Regions from separate parts of the Zea mays genome. Here region 2 is linked to region 1. A link is a contact called in public Hi-C data. All regions are on one chromosome and are shown on one strand. The core of a region is the stretch at or near the end of the contact, and the rest is flanking DNA. Distances in the headings are between cores, read along the strand shown.

Region 1 (6,352 bases), core at 2,156-4,655:
TCCTCCAGCAACTTTTGGTAAGCATTATGATTCTGAGCCTCAAAGTAGCTTTCTACATTTTTAAAATGTAGGTTTCAGAGATGACAGAACTAAAGGTTAAAATGTTAAGTTCAATTGCAAATCTAGTACCGACCTAGCCTCCTCAAGTCTTCCTCCCACTCAGCACGAGTCGATTCAACTTGAAGCTTCATTTCATTGAATGACATCTTTAACTTCTGAATTTTCAAATTTCAATAAACTAAATTAGTAACGTGCAATGCACGCATGGCTTTCCAATCAGTGTAGTATCATATCTTGAGTAATTGTGTCATTAAAAAAGGTTAGGTTTTCAGTTACAAACAGAAGTCATTTAATTAGAGAAGTAGAAAACGGGTTCTGACAAGTAAAACTTGAAATTGCTTTGAATTAATTTTAGTAAATGAAGCATGCAGCTGACAGCAGATCAGATCGCTGTTAATGCTACAAGGGAACAATTAATAATTCTGATTCTGCATTGGACATATTGCCAGGCAACAAGCTCACTGGCACATATAATTTTGGCATGGTCTTTACCTCCAGTCCTTCTTGTTGGTTTTCAAGTAATCCCACATCATCCAAGTGTCCATGGCTGCCACGAGGCAATCGCAATGAAGAGGACATGCACTCACCATTCTCCTTAAGACATTTTGTAATAGTTTCGATCAAATCCATTTTAGAAAGAGTTCCATTGTCATCCTTCATCATCTTCCTTAGAAGTGACCTCACCTGTTAGAAATGGATGCCTTAAAGTAAGTAATAATTTGTTGTCATGGATATTTCAGTTTATATGGCTACCGCCTACCAGTAACAAGACTATTTTTAGATTTTGTAAGAGCAACTCCAATAGTTATGTAAATTTTAGCTCTCTAAATCATAGATTTAAGAAGTTGCTAAATGGCTTTTGGAGTAAAAAAATGTGAGTTCTCCAATAGTTCTCTAAATATAGGTTGTAATTTTGTTTTGTATCTATCCACATAAAAAATAAGTCACAAAAACTATATAATGCAGTCAATATTTTTGTTTAGGGAGTTGTTAAATGGTTGCCAAATGTAGAGAGAAAATGAGGTTAGATGACAAGTTGTTAAATTTAGAAAGTTCATTTAGAGAACTGTTGGAGAATAGTTTTTATGTTAACTACCTAAATTATTGATTTAGGAAGTCTTTTAGAGAACTATTGGAGTTGCTCTAACAGCTCTTTTTTCTCGAGAAAGAAATATGTGTCAATATTACGTGCATATGGGGCTGCACCATCATAACAAAGACATGCAAAGCAATAGAAATTAAATATTCCATCTTTTATCAACATTACACACAGTACCTGATTTCTGTGAGAAGCAAGCAAAATGGTAAATTCTTTACAAGCTTGTTCGAGTACTGTTTCGATGACCTGCAATATTCACCACCATATGAAAGTTCAATTCCAAATTTCATTGTGGTCAAGGTTTGGCATCATCCTGACATCTAATAAGAGGGACACAACAAGACAACAATAGGCAGAACTCACCTACCATATCATCAAGAGGCAAATCTTCAGCTTCACCCCATTCCAGAAGGAATGCTCGTACAACTTGAAGAACAAAGCGCTGAAAAAGAGAATGCTGGGCTTCTTCAACTCTTGATTCCTCAAGAGAGACCTCAGAGAGAAGATGCACAAATTCCAGCATTTGTTGGTCTGAGCCTCCACCTCTGTTTAAATGTGAAGCAGGCCTTTTACTGGAGGATGCAATTTTCACGATGCCACCATACCGCCATATACCAATGCCACCTGAGATCTTCCACTCGTGGTATCCCTTGAGGCAGAGTATGCAGTCGACAACTTTCATTGACGAACCTCCCTGTAAGCAATGTAGTGACCAGTGAGGTAAGCCATAAGTTTGATCTAAACAGAAAGGTGAAATGCCAAGATAGGATTCTGCATCTACTATGAACTAGCAAAAGACATCATGGGGATTTTCTTGATTGAATGATTCAACCTAGATATGACTTCACTGTATACATTAATACTCAGGTAAGAAAAAATAGAATAGCTACAGTTTTCATGAGAGAAACGGACACCTATTTTCTTCCAAATGGACAAAACAATTCAGCTAACCCCTAATAAGCCTCACAATTGAGCAAATCAAACAGCCCACAATAACGCAAGACTTTCATGACACATGTATAGCAACAAACGGGATCAATGCAACTCAGCTATTTACCTTCTCTATATCAGAGGTTTCAAACGTCAACAGGTTCATCGCACTAACTGCGACAAGGAAGTTCCTCATGTTCTCGAAGTACTGTATCGCAGACTGTGCCGGCCCATCGAACGTCTGGACCGTGATGACAGGATTCTCCACGACCTTCGGTGGGGAGGCAGAAGAAGAAAAGAAAAACTCGTTACTGTCACACGGAAAGAAAGTAGTGACGTTTTCTTTCTCTCCACAATTTCGTTGACACGCACCTTGGGGACGGCGCCAGGATTGACGCGGTTGAGAACCTTGCAGAGGACGAGGCCGTTGCGCAGTGCCGCGCAGAAGTCCTCCTCGGAAGGCCTCTCCGGCAGGGACTCTGCTGCGGCGGGCTCCATCTGCCGCAGCCATCGCGCCGCCTCGCACCTCCGCGCAGCTGCATTGTCAACAACGGATCAGACAGACAGAGAGGTCGCGCGTTCCGGCATTTGTGACGGAGTAGGAGTAGCCGGGTGACTAACGGTAAGGGGGATTTTCAAATATGTACTGTATTGTCACAACCCACTCCGGATCACATCGACGAGATCTAATGTCGCGCGTTAAGTGAATGCAGCGTGTATATATATATACTAACTAGCTTAAACTAAACGCAACACATTAATGCTTCGGCAGTGTGTTTGGATTGCAGAGGCGTACGATCAGCAGCGTAGCACAGTAATTACACTCCCGTGCAGTACTAACCCACTTGCTAGCAGGTAGCAGCTGCCGTGGAAATGGCGTGACCGAACTTCTCGAGCACCGCCGCAGCAGCAGCAGCATTCTCGGCGAGGCAGCGCCGCGAGAGCGCGGACAGACGAGGCGACACGACACGACACGACACGGCGAGGCAGCAGAACGATAGAAGTAAGCAAATGGCAATGGAACACCGCGTGCGTGCGCGATCGGTGACGGGGAGCGCTGTGAGTGACTGACTCACCGGCTTCCTCGGCCTTGCGCAGCGCCATCCCCACGTCGTGCGCTCCGGCAGCCGGGCGGGCCATCGCCCTCGTCGCGCGCAAGCCGGTCGCCTTATTCGCTCGCGCCGGCGACTCCGCCGTCCTCGCCCGCCCCTCGCGGATCTCGCACGCAGACGCAGCTCACTAGCTCGGGCGCTCGCGCTCGCAACGGCAGGGACGAGCGGTCCACAGAGCCAGGGGCGTTTGAAAAGCTCCGACCCCGAGGGAGAGGGGCGGTGGGGGTGGGGGTGGGGGTCTCTTAAGTTAACGGGAACTCGCCAGGGGCCGCCTGGAAATATTTTTCAAACTCGCAGGGGGGTAACGCTAACTAACTGCCTTTGTTTTTTTTACAAGCCGAGTTTAACTAGTTGAAGCCGTGCTGCTACTGCCTACTGCCGCTCTGAAAGAAAGGCGCGCCCGCTGCGGGCGGACGAACACGGCGCAGCTCTGGGCCACAGCTCTGGGCCGAGAGGGCGAGCGGTCACGTGCGTGCGGGCCGGAGTAATTTATGCCCCGTGGATTCAAAGTTCAAACGCTGGAGATAGCATGAAGCGCACTGCAACTTCCCGTTCCCTTTTTTTTCTCCCTGGAGTTTGGAGTATCATTTTACGTATGGCCCGGCTTGGAGGGGGATTTAACGGTCGACTCGTTAGATCCGGCATGTGGCAGGGGCAGCATATGGCTTTCGTTTTTTTTTAATGAGTGCAGGTGCAGCAGACAGCAGATGAGAATGCGTGCACAGTAACTGGCAGCTGATTAGTGGCGCTGGCAGTGCAACCTCGAATAGTGAAGGGGTATTCGTGGTACATACATGCATGTTCTGCTTTCAAATTACTCCCTTTATGTTTTGGTAGGTTGGGGTGACTAAAAAAATAAAATGGGGTTATTGTATGCCTGGTCCAGTCCTCAAGCCTGTCTTTGGTCCATTTTTTGAAATTCCAGAACGCATGGTAGCAGTTTTGGTTTCAGTGGTCAGCTGCTATCATTCACGGCCGCTGCTGTTTAGACTGTCCGCAGCAATTGTTACCTTGCTACAAATATACCCGTTGGACATCAAAATGAGCGGACGGTCCGGCCCATGGACCCGGACGGTCCACGTGTCCCGAGATTAAATTAACTCGGATGTTTATCCTTATCTCGTGCGTGGTTATCCATCTAATCACGTGGGAGTTTGTTGGCTATCTCTTAGGAAAAGGTCCAGACCTCCTCCCCTATAAATATAAAGGGGTGCGGCCGATTGAGAACCCCCGAACACATTCCAATCGAAACAATTACCTTATTTACTTTTCCTGCCCTAGGAGTAGATGTAGCATAGTTCTATTTGTAGTCTTCCACATATCCACCTCCATCCCTATTCGGCTCTACGTCGTCTAGATCCGTCTTGGGTGGTCTGCCGATCCCAAGACAACCCTAGGATCTCACCCCTCCCGGGGGGCAAGATCTAGTTGTTCATCCAAGACCTCTTCCTCGAATTGATCTCTTAATTCCTAGGCGGCTCCACGTCGTCTGGGGACGCCCCGGGTGACCTATCGACCCAGAGCACCTTAAGGTCTTTTCCCCCAAGGGGACGGGATCTAGATTCCAGCAAGGAGGAGGAAGACGACCCTGTCGCCAGGTCGCGGACCGTCCGGCCCTAGGGCGCGGACTGTCCGGCCGTCAGGCAGGGAACCCTAGCCTCGCGCCAGATCGCGGACCATCTGGCCCTGTGCCGCGGACCGTCCGCGCCTGACCAGAGAGCACCGCCGCCGGTTCGTATTGAGTGATTGGCGCCCCTCAAAAGGTACCAACATACTTTTTGACGACTCCGCTGGGGAACGAGGTTGAAGATCTACAAAATCAGGCTTATATGGTTGATTCTAAAGATCTCAACAGGGCTTCTCCAAACAACAGCACAAGGCTGACTAATTTATCGGCCGCTGAGCATAAAAGATTAAAAGATGACATGAAGAAAATAGACGAGGAGGTCCAACGACAAAAAGATCAGGTGCTCAAGGTGGCGGATAAATGGTTCCTCTCGCACTTCAGGGTGGATTGCCACCAGAAGACCGTCCAAGCAAGGGAAATAGACGCCGATTACATGTCATCAGTGCTGCAACAGCTCCCCACAATAGGTGATGCCAGGTCAGTCGATGATATTCCATCTATTAAAATTTCTTTTGATAATCGGATTAAAAGTATCACAGAGGATATAGAAAGGATGGCGCATGCATTAGGAAAAACTCACATGCCTAGTTTTTTATCACATAAATTAGGCGCCAAAACAATTGCGTCAAACACATCGGTAACAAATGGGTTTCCCCAGCCATACTCTGGTATGCCGATGGACTCATATCCAGGACGACCGTCACCACCATCTTCGCTAAATGGTGAGTCAACTCTGAGCGCGGCCGGACCGTCCGCACACAATAGCGGACCGTCCGGTCCTCCGTCAGACCGTCCGGCACCCTACGCCGGACAGTCCCGAGTTGCACAGAGCCCACCACAAGGGTCTGAGAGCACCTAGAGGGGGGGGGTGAATAGGTGATCCTGTAAAAACTTCAAACTTAAGCCACAAAAACTTGTTAAGTGTTAGCACGATTATTGCCAAGTGGCTAAGGTGAAGTCTCAACAGTCTCAACAAAACACAGTACCACAAGAGAATCAAGCACAGAGTGACACAGTGGTTTTATCCCGTGGTTCGGCCAAGACCAACGCTTGCCTACTCCACGTTGTGGCGTCCCAACGGACGAGGGTTGCAATCAACCCCTCTCAAGCGGTCCAAAGACCCACTTGAATACCACGGTGTTTTGTTTTCCTTTCACTATCCCGTTTGCAAGGAATCTCCACAAATTGGAGTCTCTTGCCCTTACAAGTATATGATCACAAATGAAACACAGAGTAAGGGAGGGAAGCAACACACACAAATCCACAGCAAAAGCGCACACACACGGCCAAGAATCGAGCTCACAAGACTATCTCAGAGTTCTCACTTAGAACAGAGCTCGAATCACTTAGAAACACAAACGAATGCGCAGAGACTTAGTGTGGATGATCAAGAATGCTCAAAGGTTGCTTGTGTGTCTCCTCCATGCGCCTAGGGGCTCCTTTTATAGCCCCAAGGCAGCTAGGAGCCGTTGAGAGCAAATCCGGAAGGCCATCCTTGCCTTCTGTCGTCGGGGGCACCGGACA
Region 2 (5,786 bases), core at 1,277-3,776, 270 kb after region 1:
CCTCGGACGAGGCGTGAATTCGTCCGAGACTACTGTTCCCGCCCGAGGCCGGGCTCAGGCGAGGCGAGATTGCGTCCCTTGGTAGACGAGGCCTTGACCTGAACCGTGTCCATCAGTCTTTGCGGTTTGTGCTGAGGGTGGTTACCAGCCATGTTTAGGAGTGTTGGGGGTACCCCTAATTACGATACCCGACAATATGAAACAACAGATATGAATATATGAAGCATATATAATCTGCAGAACACAAAACAATAAGGAGATAAATTAATCATACCCTCCCATACGCTCTGAGGATCCAGATCCTTGTCCAGCTTCTCTTGTCATGTCGCTAGGAAGAAGAAGATGTTTTGGGCAGTCGCGTAGACGCTCCCCAAAAACATAATTGCTGATCCCCCGTACAAGGTCTCGAACGGCAAGGGCTTCGGAGGCACCTGTCCTCTCGCTGCTCTGTGCGCGCAGAGTCACGAGATGGAAATACTCTCACTTGCGGCTGGACTGTGACTCTCGTGTACCAAGTGACAGGGGTTCTCCTCTACTTAACCTCTCGCGGAGGGAAGCTGAAGGAGAAGGATCTCGCAACCCGGAGTTGAAAATACCGCGGTTAATGAGTGCTAAAAATCAACCACACCACACCATGCCCGCGTGCTGCCTGCCACGCAACGCCACGCCACGCCAGGCACGGCGGCGCGCGCGCGTGGCACACCCTTGTCTATTTCTTGACCTATCAAATTAAGTGAAATAATTCGCACCATATAAGTCAAGTCAACGACTCTTGGACTTCTAATATGATACTATTGATATTCTCCACCATTACATACTATAGAGTTTATTTAATAAATAGGCTAAGCCCATAAAAGATCTAACAACATGTATGTATCTTTAACTTCTATATCACCTCGCATATAAGGTGGCGATGGAAGGAATTTTTTTATGAAGAAAGTGAAGTAGGTGCAATCGATTTCCCCATTATTTTATTACTTGCATTTTGATTATTTAAATCGTTATTCCTATTGGTGGGACTACTAGATTTGATATTACAGGTAAAAATCTTACGAATACAATAGAAATACGTACCATTGGGTGGTGCGCTGGAGTACCTCTTTCGTCACAAGGTTGTGATTCCTGCCATGTTTTTTTTCTGCATTGGTAGTTTCACTTCCAAAGCTTTTCTAGCTTCGTGGTAAGGTAAAGAGCAACTACTCTGCTATTGTACTAGAACTCACGTGATTGGTAGATCATGACAGTTATATTTTGACATTATGGCTATACTAATGCTTTAGGGTCTGTTTGGTTGGGCTGTGACTGTGAAAAAAGTTGCTGTGGGCTGTGAGCTGTGGAAAAAGCTGCTGTAGGCTGTAAGCTGTTAAAAAGCTAAAAATCGTTTGGTGGAAGCCACTAAAAGTCGTTAAAAATTCTTCGATATATGTTTTCACAGTTCCATCCGAAAAGCCACTAAAAGCAGGTCCAGGGGTGCTTTCAGATTTGCACTACGAGAAAGTCGGCTTTTAGAAAAAGCTGCTTCCTGGATCCATCCCTTTGGTTGGCTTTTGGCTTTTAGGGGGTAAAAGCCAAAGCCAAAAGTCAAACCAAACACACCCTTAGTACTCCACCCTATTAATCTTAACTATGTACTCAGTTTGGTCAAATAATTCATAGACTCGGTATGGAATCTGGATTATTAAAACATATAGGTTTAATATATAGGGGGGTAATAGATGGATCGTGAACCAAATGTTTCTTCACAATTTATTAGGACCTTAAATTAATTGTAGTTAAAAAATAAATAGAAATAGTGCTCGATCCTAACGTGATCTGAAACTTAAATTTTATAGTGTAAAATTTAGAGCTTATTATCACCCCGATATATAACCGGACGATGCAATCAGACGAGCTTAGAGCAACTCTAATAGTTACGTATAATTATACTACCTAAATTCTAGATTTAGCAAGTTCCCAAATAATATAGAAAATAAAAAGCTCATCTCCTCCAACAGTTCTCTATATATTACTTTCTAAATATGTTAAAATTTAACATGTCACCAGTTTAAGTGGGACCATCCGCGATGACAGATTTAACTTGGTGAGCCGTGTTGTCCTTTTGATTTACTACCACAATTGTTTATTTGTTTATTTTTGACATGTGCACGTGCGGCTATTGCATTGGCAATTGTTTAATCTCTAGCTTACTACTTGCCGCAATTGTATGTCGTCAGCGTCCGACGCATGTGCTCTCTTAATATGTTTTTACTATAAAGTAGAAAAATGCACCAAAATATAAAAATGCCGTTAGGTTTTTGTGTAGGAACTTGGTAAATGGTTGCTAAATATAGGGAAAAATGAGGCTAGATGAGAATTAGCTAAATTTAGTAAGTTTATTTAGAGAGTTGTTGGAGAGGAGCTTTTAGTTTAGCTATCTAAATTATTGATTTAGAGAGTTTTCAGAGAACTAGAGACCAAAATATACGTTACTCAAAAAAGAGACCAAAATATACACCTCAGTCCTCACCCTGCCCATCAGCGCTCGCCAACACAATTCTATTCCAGGCCGCATGTTATGGGCCTGTCAGCTGGGCCGTTCCATATCTCAACGTTCTCTCTTGCTCTGCCTGTCCATCCCGACGACAAAAAACGCCTCCTCCGCCTCCTCCGCCGCCTTCCGCCTGTTCTCACTTCCCGCCCCTTCCTCCGGACCTAGACTCCTCCAAGCGCCAGCGCCGGTGAACACCACTTTCCCATACCTGCGCCATGGGCCGCCCAAAGGGCGGCGCCGCGTCCTCCTCGAAGAAGCCGAAGGCGAAGCAGAAACAGCGAGGCGGCGTCGACTTCAAGGTACCACCAGCCCACCGATTCTGCTCTCTTCGAGACTTGATTCTACGTCGCCGTGTTAAGCCTTTTTCCTGGCGGTCGCAGAAGTACAAGCACAAGGTCGGGCGCAAGCTTCCGCCGCCGAAGAATGCCACCAACACGGAAATCAAGTCCAAAGGTACGGCAACATCAACCTTTTTTTTTCTATCCCTTTTGGCCTCGTTGCGCTGCAATTGGAGTTGAGGTGTAACAATGCTCAGTTTACTAGTTTAGGGTTCTGTATTGTGAACTCCTGTTGTGTGTGCGTCCAGCGATCGTGCTGCCGGAGCAGAGCATGGCGTCGGAGAGGACGGGCATGGCAGTGAACAAGCGCGGGCTCACGCTACGGGAGCTCCTGCAGCAGACGGGACACTACAATGCCAATGTGCGGCGGGGTGAGTTTTCTCTAGTCTGTATGGTGAGTTGGTGACACACTGGATAAACTGCCATGATGCCTCAATGCGTTCTTAGCATCTGACTATGTATATGTTTGTCTTTATGTTGAAGCTGCACTGAATGGAATAAAGGACATTGTTGTCAAGCACCCAACAGAGCTTAAACTGCACAAGGTTGCTATAATTGAGAAGCTGCAGGAGAGAATATGTGATACTGACAAGGTGGTCCGTGAATCGTTATACAATATACTGCAGTCTCTGATCTTCCCATCTTTGAAAGAGGTATATCTCTTTCTCCGCTTTTCTGTACTTTTGCTTGATTAGAAATGTATTCTTTTAATTGAAATGGTTATTCATGATGTTCTTACACGTTGCATTGCATTTTGACATTCCAGTTTTCTGTAAATATGCCAGTAAAAAATAATATTGCTTGTGTGATATCATGATTTCTACTAACCACAATATGGCACATGCTTTATTTGTTGCATTCACAAATACATCGTATAAGTTTCTTTTTATTTTTGGCTATTTCAAGCACATCATTCTTTATTTGCATCGCTTTGTTATTCCTTGTCCAGTTAAAATTTCTAGCTTTTGACTTCAGATGTGAGACTATAATTATGCTTACAGGATAACACTATATCTGTGCGGAGTACACTGTTTTTGCTGATGGCTAATATTCTGAATGGAACGACCCATCTATCTGTGGAGATCCAGTTAATGGCTTTTAGGTTTTTGGAGCTTGTGGTTCTTAATTTCCCGTCATCCTTTTCTAGTTATGCTGAACAGGTAAGTCGTCTGCTTTCACAGTTGGTGTACTGAATGATGAGTCACTTCTATTGTTCTGAGAAAATTATTTTGCTGGGAGATGCATATTCCTTGCTTCCATCACTTAATTAGTTCTACTATATCTCCATCCATTAATATCTGACGTTGGTTAGTTCAATTTTGAACTAACCAGTGTCAAATGTTAATTTACGGATAGACTACCCCCCCCCTAAAATTTGCATATGTTAACTACCACAGCTTGTTTCATAGTCCAGCTTTTATCAAGTAATAACTACTAAGGAATATATGTTTTATTTGAACTGCTTCTCACCCCTAGAGATTGTATATTCCCCGACCATATTCATTACCAACTTAAACTTATAGTTTCATTTGCATTATCTTTTTCTGACAGACCTTCAACAACTTTGTTGCGGTACTGAGCAACGACAGAATCAACCTACATGATAGGAATAAACTTAACAGTGTTCTTAGTGGGCTTGGCCACTGCCTTTCCTTGGTTGCTAAAACGATAGAAAATGATGATACATCAAATCGACAGGTTTGTGCCCTGAACTCAGTAAATAACCTTTTGTAGTTTTAATAAAATAAAATTTGCATTCCTCGCACATTTGTAGCTACAGTGAGGAACTTGATGAAATAGAAAATCTGTGTTCTGGAATGTGTATGCGTCTAGGTAGTAGCTATACTCCATTGATGAAAGCCTTTGCTCATCGCCTACAGGCTCATAACCTCTCTGCAAGGGAAAATTGGAAATTTACCACTGATGAAGATAGCACAGGAGGTAGATAAGTCTTCCCAGATCTCTCCTTGTCTTTTAGTTTATATAATTTGCTATGCAATTATGTTGTCATGCCATCTTTTAATGGGACAAATTAGCACTTCAATGTGAATTGAGTGTTGCCTGCCAATATAATCAGAGATTGCTCGAGATGAAATCATGAAATACACAAATCACTCACAATTTGCTACATTTATTCTTGTTATCATGGTACTTCTAGTTTGCTGGCCTTCCTGAAATGAATGACAGAATGTTAAAAGTCAACTCTTCTGTAATGTTAGATGGCTCTATCAGAGTAGCACTTCTGTTTTCTTTCTTATCATTCGGTTGACAAGTGTTTAATCAGCATTCCAATTACTTATTTGAGAGTTTATGTAATTTGGGTACTTTTAATTCATAATACCAAGAGTGCAGACCTTATTTTTAAAGAAACGACTCTTATGGATCATTAATTATTTCACAATAATATAAGCAACTATTTCGACCATAGTCACAAAGTTCCCAGATTGATAGGGTCGAGGAACGTGGTACGCTACCTGTGAGAGGTTTTTACATGGTGGTAATCAGGCCTAGAGAAAAAGCTCGAGATCGACGAGCTGGCTCGGGCTTGGAGTGACTCGACTCAGTTCAGAGCAGTTCAATGCTCGGAACGAGCCCGAGTCGAGCCTGTTTTTGTGGTTCGTGAAAAGAGCAAGTCAACTCGGCTCGACTTGCTGCGATTCGCGAGCTGGCTCGTGGCTCAACTTAACAACAATTTGTTACATAAAATCCTAATTAGCATATAGTGTTATTACCAAATAGACGATTTGTTTATGTTATTTGTGATTATTGCACAAAACTAATCTATTTTCTATATTATATTAGACTATTAGTAATATATTTATTTTACTTATTCAAAATATGTTACTTAAATTATTTTTAAAATTTTATATTATAATTTGGAGGACGAGTTTATGGCCAGGCTCGTTGGCTCGGCTCGG

Evidence for each region. Hi-C and Micro-C count contacts between places; a contact is called where the count stands out from the background.
Region 2: a contact with region 1 is called in a Hi-C map of tassel, with 2.1 times the contacts expected there. The contact joins the promoter of LOC103646346 here to the promoter of LOC100381510 in region 1. A contact is called at or near these places in 4 of 25 Hi-C or Micro-C datasets (bundle sheath, ear, endosperm and 1 more).

Annotation. Positions count from the first base shown.
Region 1 is chr2:41,701,787-41,708,138 of Zm-B73-REFERENCE-NAM-5.0, forward strand. It overlaps LOC100381510 (Kinesin KP1), which reads right to left and starts at 3,406. Exons shown (of 17, transcript NM_001361437.1): 1 at 3,166-3,406; 2 at 2,462-2,625; 3 at 2,217-2,360; 4 at 1,527-1,853; 5 at 1,337-1,405; 6 at 553-744; 7 at 134-215; 8 at 1-52. The coding sequence starts at 3,229.
Region 2 is chr2:41,977,578-41,983,363 of Zm-B73-REFERENCE-NAM-5.0, forward strand. It overlaps LOC103646346 (ARM repeat superfamily protein), which reads left to right and starts at 2,527. Exons shown (of 19, transcript XM_008671080.3): 1 at 2,527-2,829; 2 at 2,911-2,983; 3 at 3,117-3,239; 4 at 3,352-3,521; 5 at 3,870-4,028; 6 at 4,420-4,566; 7 at 4,749-4,809. The coding sequence starts at 2,746.